Regions from separate parts of the Capra hircus genome. Here region 1 is linked to region 2. Evidence: chromatin contacts called from public Hi-C data. All regions are on one chromosome and are shown on one strand. Each heading gives the region's core, a stretch centred on a gene start, on an enhancer-like site or on the middle of the called end of the contact. The rest is flanking DNA. Distances are from core to core; before and after follow the strand shown. Region 1 holds the start of SYNE3 (nesprin-3). Region 2 overlaps SYNE3 (nesprin-3).

The links. A called contact is a pair of places that touch in the nucleus more often than the background predicts.
Region 1: a Hi-C map of blood shows a contact between it and region 2, with 2.7 times the contacts expected there. The contact joins the promoter of SYNE3 here to the enhancer-like site in region 2. A contact is called at or near these places in 2 of 5 Hi-C or Micro-C datasets (both in blood).

The regions. Positions count from the first base shown.
Region 1 is chr21:59,712,426-59,717,226 of ARS1.2, reverse strand. SYNE3 (nesprin-3) reads left to right here and starts at 2,381. Exons shown (of 18, transcript XM_018066222.1): 1 at 2,381-2,589.
Region 2 is chr21:59,631,877-59,636,631 of ARS1.2, reverse strand. SYNE3 (nesprin-3) reads left to right here. Exons shown (of 18, transcript XM_018066222.1): 12 at 503-664; 13 at 860-1,032; 14 at 1,470-1,602; 15 at 3,790-3,951. Among named protein-coding and RNA genes, the nearest start is that of SYNE3, 81 kb to the left of the region's middle. Within about 2 kb of position 1,736, at least 1 of the 5 cell types and tissues checked has an H3K27ac peak or open chromatin away from gene starts, as enhancers often do.

The DNA.
Region 1 (4,801 bases), core at 1,132-3,631, 80 kb before region 2:
AACAAACAAACAAACAAAAAGACTGAATAGCTGTCTGCCAGGAACCATCCTGAACCTACGGCCCCCAGAACAGTTCACGAGAGCTGGGTGCTCACAATACCAAGCACAAAACCATTCAAGAGAGCTTGCTATTATTAGACCCACTTAACAGAAAAGGAAACCAAGGTTGAGTAATGAGCTGAAAGTTGCAAACTTGGGCAGTTTGGTACCAGAGCCTGAGCTTTCGGCTCCCCAGTGCAACAAACCAAACCGTCTCTCAGCCTCAACCTTTCAGGAGTGTTGTCAGAGCTGTCTTCATCCTCCCGGTGCAAATCACCTGAACTCTTTCCATCAGAAGAGAACTCATTAAACTTTTCGTAACTTACGGCAAGGATCCTCGCAGAGATTTAACAAGGAGATACATGTGGAAGCATTGGGAAAGCAAAGCACATTTTCCAGATGCCCAGGATTGTAATAATTGTTGAACGCCGTCTGTACCCTCAGCTAGACTGCTGTAATCCCAAAGCCTGTGGTAGCAACCCACAGGAGTCAGGGTGATAATAGGAAACACAATTGGACATCTAGAATAATCGAAGGGCAAGGATGAAAGAGGCCCTTTGTGTGTATCTCCTCTGACCCTGTGAATAATTACAACTTAGTAAATGGGTTCTGAGTAGGAGGTGTGGCTGACACTCAGGCATTTAACTCAGGCTAGTTAACCCAGCCTTAACTCTTGAGCTTTGGCATTTGGAAAACAATTTGCCTTGCCCTCCATTTGGAAAACACACACACACACACAGGTCTTGCTTTACAATTTAATCTTAGGACACTGATTTCTACACTGATTTATTCAACAAACATTGATAGAGAGCCTATCAACCTCACTAAGGAACCAAAAGAGGAAAACACCCTCAGGGAAGCCTTAGATTTGGGACAGTTACAGTCACTTCATGGCAAATAGATGGGGAAACAATGGAAACAGTGAAACAGTGACAGACTTTATTTTCTTGGGCCCCCAAATCACTGCAGATGGTGACTGCAGCCGTGAAATTAAAAGATGCTTACTCCTTGGAAGAAAAGCTATGACCAACCTAGACAGCATATTAAAAAGCAGAGACATTACTTTGACTACAAAGGTCTGTATAAAGGTCCGTGTAGTCAAAGCTATGGTTTTCCCAGTAGTCATGTACGGATGTGAGAGCTGGACAAGAAAAAAGGCTGAGCGCCAAAGAACTGAGGCCTTTGAACTGTGGTGCTGGAGAAGACTCTTGAGAGTTCCTTGGACAGCAAGGAGATCCAACCTGTCAATCCTAAAGGAAGAGTGAGTGAAGTGGCTCAGTTGTGTCCTACTCTTTGCGACCCTGTGGACTGTAGCCCGCCAGGCTCCTCCATCCATGGGATTTTCCAAGCAAGAGTACTGGGGTGGGTTGCCATTTCCTTCTCCAGGGGATCTTCCTGACCCAGGGCTCGAACTGGGGTCTCCCACACTGCAGGCAGACTCTGAGCCACCAGGGAAGCCCTAATCCTAAAGGAAATCAACCCTGAATATTTATTGGAAGGTCTGATGCTGAAGCTGAAGCTCCAATACTGTGGCCATCTGATTCGAAGAGCTGACTTGTTGGAAAAGACCTTGATGCTGGGAAACATTGAAGGCGGGAGGAGAAGGGGACGACAGAGGATGAGATGGTTGGATGGCATCACCAACTCAGTGGACATGAGTTTGAGCAAGCTCCCAGAGATAGCGAAGGACAGGGGAGCCTGGCCTGCTGCAGTCCATGGGTTCGAAAAGAGCCGGAGTCGACTGAGGGACTGAAGAACCACCACCTAACTCTTCATCTGCAGAATGGGAGCAGCCACACCTAAATTGTGAAGACTGGAGTTCACGTGGTACAAGGGTTCTGCAAGTTGTATCCTTCACGTGAGTCGCTTTCATCTCCGTTCAAAGGAAACGGAACCTCTCGCGCAAACCTCTAATTACTACTCTGACAAAGATCAGCGCTGGGGGGGAGGACGGTCCAAAGGCCTGCAAGTGCTGGGAGCACAAAGGCAAAGGCAGATGAGATTTAGAGGTTAAGGAGTTGGGAGACCCTGGATCTGGGATTCGCAGGAGCGTCGGAGGAAGTGTCCGCTGGGGGGCGGGGCGCACGGGGAGGCCGAGGAGAGCACATTAGTGGACCTGGGGTCTGTGGGAGGTCGATCACGGGCGGGATTCACATTCCTGGTGACTCAGCCCCCATCGCCTCCCCTCGGTATCCTGGGGTCCTCCCACCGGAGCCTGGGGCGGGAACATCCCTGGCTTGGAGGCTCCCGGGACGGTGGAGTGGGAGGGGCCGGATGGGGCGCCCCCACCGTCACGCTGGTTGATAGGTGTCACTTCCTCCTTGGATTTCGCGCCTCCGGGAGGGGGGTGTCCCAGCCTTTGCCCCCACCTCGGCTCAGAGAGGGCAAGACCCACCAGGCCCCCAACCCCCTCCCTAAGGCTAGGCGCACAGAGGAATTCGGCAGCTCCGCACCGTCTCTAAGGATGAGACCCAGGCGGAGGCAGGAAGGTGGCCAGGACTCAGGGCGGCTCCCGAGCGGGAGAGGGCAGCCCTGGGCGCGTGACCAGGGGTGAGAGTCGGGAGTCCCCATGACAGCGCTCTCTTCCCCTGCACCCCCGGGGAGGGGGTCTGCGAAGGCTCCCGCCGAGCTGAGCCCGGGCCTCCGGGCCCTCCGCCGAGCGCGCGGATCGCCGCGCGCCTCTTGCCCGCCCAGCCGCCTCGGCAGGGCCCTGGGGGCGGCTCGCGTGGCGGGTCCGGAGGGGACTGGGCGGGGCGGGGGCGTGTCCGGGCCCCGCCCCGGCCCCGCCACGCTCCGGAGCCGCCCGGGACGCAGGGAGGAGGAGGGTGGCTCGGCCCGGACTGCCCGCGGCGCCGCGCTCCTGCAAGCTCCCGTCCGGGTAAGTGGCGTGGGGCCGGGGGACCAGAACAGGGACCGGAGGGTCAGATCCTCAACACCCACCCCGGCCCAGCCCTGGTGACCCCCCTCACCAACCGCACGCCAGGAATCGTGATCGCCGAAAGTCAAGGGGACCTGGAGAGGCGCGCCGGGGCGCGGGGGCGGGGGCCCTGCTGTGACAGCTGCGGGCGGGCGCGTATTTTTAGTTTAAACCCAACCGTTCCCTGCCGCCTGCGAAATCCCCGAACGTTTTCGCTCCCCGACCCTCCCCGAAGGAGCAGCCTGTAAGCCCCGGGCAGCACGTCCCCGCAGGGTCGGGCGCCGCCTCCAGTCTTCATTCTGCCTCCGCTTGGGGCAAGCGGACCTGTCACTGCGCCGCGTGTCCCCGACCCGGGCGGTGAACGCCGGCAGGAATACCCGCTCCCGGCCACCGCGAGCTCGCTCCGTAGTGCCTGCCTGAGAGATCCCCGCACCCACGGTGGGAAGGTGAAGTCGCACTCGCAGGCAGGACCGGTTTAGTTCAGAATCCCCGGAGCTGTGCAGCCTTGGGCAAGCTTCTCCGCCTCTCTGAGCCTCATCCCAGTATCTCTAAAGGCGGGGAGAGTGAGACCAGAAATCGCCTGTAGGGCCTGAAGGAGCCCCACATGGTTGCCGATTCCTCTTAAGAATCTTCAGATTTTGATTCCGAACAGCGGACCTGGTGTATATGGCCCTTTGGCCAACCCATTAGTATTGAGTGCCCCGCACAGCCCACTGACCTCCCTTCCAAAATTCTAAGGCGGGGATTACAACCCGGCTGGGGTGATCATGAATGTCATTGTTTTACTACTTTGGCTCTGAAGCGCTGGCCCAGGACTGCCCTGGGACCCTCTCCCAGGTTCCTCCTGGCACTACTGATGGGCCTTTTACAGCCAAGGGCTGCCAGTTGGGGAGCCTGACATGCCCACGGGGCATGCCACATTTCTCCGAATGAGGAAAAGAGGAGACAGTGGGGAAAAGTGACTGTCACAGAATCGCTGCTTTTCTGAGCCTGGCAGCACAGCCTCCTTCAAACCTTAAGAGGAGAGGAAACAGGTCCAGAGAGAGTGAGTGATTTGCCCAGAGCCACACAGCCAAGAACAGAAGTTAACTCTGCAAGGGTCCAGCCTCACCTCCTGCACAACTAGGGGCACAGCCAACGGCTGGCTATCAGTGATCAGGCGCTGAGAGGCAGAGCAGGGAGTTGCACCGCGTAAACAGGCGGTTTTGCTCTGTTTCCTGGAACTGTGCCCCCGTGGGTCTCTCTGACACGTGTAGCTCTGTGCATTCCTCAGGCAGGCCCGCTCTCAGGCAGACCGCCACAGCTGCGCCAAGGCTGCTGGCCCCGGGGCCTTGTTTGCAGCCAAAGAGGCCCCTTGGAGGGCAGCTGGAGCGGGTGTGGGCCAGGAAGGCTTATTTCTGGAACTCATTCCTCTCTTGCTGGGGGTCCTGAGGAGAGGCCCTGCGGATTTGCTGGTGGCTCAGAGGGGGAGTGGTGAGAATCTGGGCTCAGGTTTCTGCCTGGGGGTACAGGCTGGCCTCTAGCCCCTGCAGGCACCCTTGAGGGGAAGTTTGAGTTCCTTCCATCTCCATGGGAACAAACCTCTAGCCCTGGTGCTTTGCGTGTTCTGCCACAGCTGGGGACCTGTCCTTGTCTGGGTGGCCTCCGGATACAGAAACCTGGGGTGGGGGCTTTTGGGGGATTATGGCTTGGCTGCGGGATGACCTCCATTCTGGTGAGGCCAGACTGGGCAGGCCCAGAGTCACCTCCAAAGCGGCCTGGGAGCCCCTGGGAGCCCCGTGGGCAGAGGGGCCTCCTGTGCGGCTCACGTGTCAGACTGGCTGGCCCAGCCCTGTGTTAACCTTT
Region 2 (4,755 bases), core at 487-2,986:
TCCTATTCAACTATATGTCAATGAAAAAATAAAATAATGCTTTTCAATAAAGTAAGTGCTTCTAGATGGCGATCAGAATATACCCACTCTATTTGGCTGCAAAGTGAAGTTCACACCTGTTGTGTTACATGCAGGGGTGAAATGGTTGTGCCACACAGATACCTGTTCAGCTTTAGTAGGCACCAACTGATAGTCTTCCCAAGTGGTTGTACCAGTTTATACCCCACACTGGTGGTGGAAGAGAGCACCCATCGCCCATACCCTCACCCAGACTTGGTACTTCCCATAAAAGCAGAACAGGCTTAGAGGCACTGTAAACCAGACTTGGTCTTTCCGGAGTCAATTCCTTGCATTGTGCAGAAGAGAAGATCAACCTCTCGTGTTCCTCCCTGGGTGGGGAGCCCTGGGGGCCATCTCACCCCAGGGCTCTGGCAGGGCTGAGGGTCCTGCAGGATGGGGTAGCCAGGGGTTTCAGCCTGGTTCCCCTGGGGCTGTTCCACAGGACCTCCTGGAAGGACGCCAGCAGAGCCTGCGGGAACATTGCACCTTCAACCACGATCTGCTGAAGCTGCGGCAGTGGATCTCTGTGATGACACAGAAGCTGGAGGCTTACCGTGGGGACACGGGCCCATGGGATGCCCAGTCCCGGGAGGCTGAGGTTGAGGTAAGATGAATCTCCTCACAGAGATGCTTATTCTCTCCCCTGCATCCCAAAGGCAGGTTCGGGGCGGGCGGAGGGTGGTGAATGGTGCTCTCATACCAGGGAGCAGACACCCCACCACCCCAGGACTTAACTGTGTGTGTGTGTGTGTGTGTGTGTGTGTGTGTGTGTGTACGTGTGTGATTGTATGTCCTTTAGAGGCTGCTGGCTGAATTCCCGGAGAAGGAAGCCCAGCTGCCCGTGATGGAAGCGCTCGGCCGGCTGGTGATGGAGGCGTCTTCTCTGGAGGGAGCTGCTGTGGTCCAAGGGGAGCTGGAGGAGCTGACCAAGTCATGGAGGGCCTTGAGGCAGCTGGAGGAGAGCCTGCTGAGGTGAGAGGGCCTCCTGGGTTGGAGCCTGGTCTCAGACAACCCTCCTTCCCAGCAGGGAGAGCTCAGCCATGTTCCTAGAACAGATGGCTGGGGTTCTGCTGTGTGCCAGGCGTGGTGCCAGGCGCCTCCGGGCATCCCCAGGCAATTCTAAGTAGAGGCAGTAAGAGCAGGGAAGCTTCCCAGTTTAGCCTCCAGCCCCTGCTGGCTGGGGCCTCACCTGCATCGGTAGATATATGCCCCTTGATGATGGTAATGTGAGTCTCGGGCAGGGAACTGGAAACGCAGGTGCCCTGGGGAGCTTCAGCTTCTGACCCGAAGGACAGGCATGGGCTTGTGAGGACCAGAAGTCACCTCCCTCCCCGGTTCTGTTACTTCTCCCGTGATCTGGGAAGTCCCCATCTCATCATCACGTTGACCGGGCGGATTTGACTTCTCAGCCTCATCAGAAACCGGCAGCTGCAGAGGACGACAGAAGTGGATTCAGGGAAGAAAATGATTTTCACCAATAACATCCCAAAGTCTGGGTTTCTCATCCTCCCCACGGATCTTACTTCCCGGCATCGCCGTCAGGTAAGTCCATCTCATGGGCTTCTGGGGAGGGCCCAGATCCGAGTCAGGTGATGGTGGGAAGGTGTCACCAGTAAACCCCCTCCCCGCCTGGGGCCACATGCTCAGCTCAGGACTGGGGCCTGTCCTGTATCTGGTGAGCCTGCCCAGTGGTGACACAAGAGTGCCCTGGGCCACTGGGCAGAGGGACTCTGGGACCCCAGACCCAGGGTCTGCACTGAGGAAGGTCCTGGGCATCTCTAGGGCAGGCAGGCCCTCACCCTCAGAAGATCCGACTGCTTCCCTTGCAGGGAAGAGAGTGTCAGAGTGTGAAGCTTGCTAGCAGCACCAGACTGCAAACTAGAAGTACACACGATAGGTATTTTTGGTGCCCTGGTGGCTCAGATGGTAAACAATCTGCCTGCAATGCAGAAGACCCGAGTTTGATCCCTAGGTTGGAAAGACTCCCTAGAGAAGGGAATGGTAACCCGCTCTAATATTCTTGCTTGGAGAATCCCATGGACTAGAGGAGCCTGGAGGGCTCCAGTCCATGGGGTCGCAAAGAACTGGACACGACTGAACGACTAACACATAACACACAGAAACTACATTTTGTAAAAAGAACTAACCTCACTATATCATATCATCCATCCCTCTCCTTGACAGCCTTTAAAAAAAAAGAACCACAATGAGAAGAAATTAATTCCTTGTTCTTCAAAGACAGCACACTAATTCATTGACACGTCCATTCCTTCTCTCATTTCCCCATCCAGAAAGCTCTTACTGAGTCTTTCTGTGTTCTGAGAACTGTGCTTGGAGCTGGGACACAGCTGTAAATAAAACAGAGATACTTTCAACCCTCAGAGAAGGTAGCATCCAGCACAGAGTTTTTCAGATTGTCGTGTGCATCCAGATCGTACCAAAATGCAGATTCTGATTCAGAAGATCTGGACTGGGACCCCTCACCCTGCTTTTCTACAAGCTCCCAGGTGATGCTAAGCCTGCTAGGCCTTGAAGCACATTTTGAGAAGCAGGGAAGCAGGAACCGCAATGCAATAGAATAAGGGTTTACAGAACACGTGGTTCATGGAGCCAGAAGACCCAGAGGCCACGGCAGCCTGCTGCAGAGTGAAGGACTTGGGGGTAGCGAAGCCCTCCCTGGAGAGATGAAAATGAGATGTTCAGGGCGCCTCACAGCTGAGTGGGAGTCAAGGAGAGGTGGAACGGAGTGTGTTCCATGCAGAGGAGACTGTGCCTGCAAGGACCCGAGGGAGACAGCACCAGCGCCGGGTGCTAGATGGCTGTGGGCCCTGGCTCAGACAATGGGGCAGGTCTCATGAGCCGCAGAGCCAGGCAGGGCCAGAATCTGAGGCTCTCCGGCCGCATCGAGTGTGAGAAGCTACTCAGCTGTGTAAGTGATGGCGTGGCTGAGTGGACTTGCATTTTATTTATTATTTTTATTTTTGTTTATTTTTTAATCGTTGGCTTCACTGAGTCTTTGTTGCAGTGCATGGGCTCTTCATTGCCATGCACGGGCTTTCCCTAGTTGTGGCAAGCCGGGGCAACTCTTCGCTGCAGGGCTCGGGTTTCACACTGAGGCAGCTTCTCTTGTTGCACAGCACAGGCTCCAGGGCATGTGCGCTTCCGTAGTTGTAGCATGTGGGCTTCCGTAGCTGTAGCATGTGGGCTTCCGTAGTTGTAGCGTGTCGGTTCATTAGTTGTAGCTTGTGGGCTCTAGAGCAGAGGTTCTGGTAGGTGTGGCTCACGGCTCAGTTGCCCCGCGGCATGTGGGATCTGAGTTCCCAGACTAGCGATCAAACCTGGGTCCCCTGAATCGACAGGTGGATTCTTAACCACTGGACCACCAGGGAAGTCCCTGGACTTGCATCTTGGACAGATCACTCTGGCCACCTAACTTGAAGAGGGACAGAAGTGGCAGAAGGTGATCACATTGTAGACATCCTGATAAGGGATGATGCTGGTAGCCTTCAGGAGACCAAAGAGGTGGCAGTGGGCAATGTTCTTGGTCCCTAATCATGTCTACATTGAGTAGAGATGCTTTCCTCATCCCTTCGCCCCTCCAGGTGCCTCTTATCTCCCTCTGGGCATCCTCATCCCCCACCCTCTGCTTGGATGGAATTCCCAGGACACATGGCCAGTGGGCTGTTTGCAGAAACTCTGAGGCTTTGACCATGCTGTGCCTTCCTGCAGGCAGGTCTGCTCAGGGAGGAAGGAGGCAGCCATGAGGATTATCCCCAGTCCCTGAGGAACTTTGAGGACTGGTTGCAGAAGGAAAATTCCAAGCTGGTTAGGATCATTGCCATGAAAACTCCCACCACCGAGGACTTGAGGATCAGAGCAACAAAGCTGCAGGTTTGTGCCCAAGGAACAGCCTCTTTATTTCAGAGGATTTGGCCCCCAAAGATGTGTTTGCTGCCAGAGAGTTCTCAAAAAAAAAAAAAGAGCACATACCTGTTATGGCTTATGTATAAATTTTTTTAAAGATGTATTTATTTATTTATGGCCGTGCTTGGGCCTTCTCCATTTGCAGCGAGTGAGGGCTGCTCTCTAGTTGCGGTGCACAGGCTTTTCATTGCGGCGGTTTCTCTTGTGGAGCGTGGGCTCTGGGTGTGCGGGCTTCAGTAGTTGCTGCACTCGAGCTCAGTAACTGTGGCTCACCGGCTTAGTTGCTCTGCACCGTGTGGAATCTTCCCAGAACAGGGATCGAACCTGTGTCCCCTGCATTGGCAGGTGGCTTCTTATCCACTCTACCACCAGGGAAGTCCTAAATAATAGTTTTAAACTTTTTTTTTTTTTGCTTCCAGTATTATGGGAAAACCATCCATTCATTCACACCTCCTGCTGTATTGCCCAACTTGGAAAATATCACCACTAATCATGACTCATCTAATCAGTTAACTCTTGCTATGTAACAAGCCATTCTGACAGTTTGTTGCTTAAAAGAACAGCTGTTTGTTTAACTCATGATTCTGAAGATTGGCAGTTTACTCTGAGGTCTGCTGGGCAATGCTTCTGATCTTGGCTGGGCTCCCTGATTTATAGACCAGCAGGGTGGCTATACTTCTGGAGGTTGGTGGGGCTATTCTAGATGAGCATGGGATGGACCACACATCTCTTATCCTCCTATGGGATAGCCTGGACTTCCCAGAGCAGGGG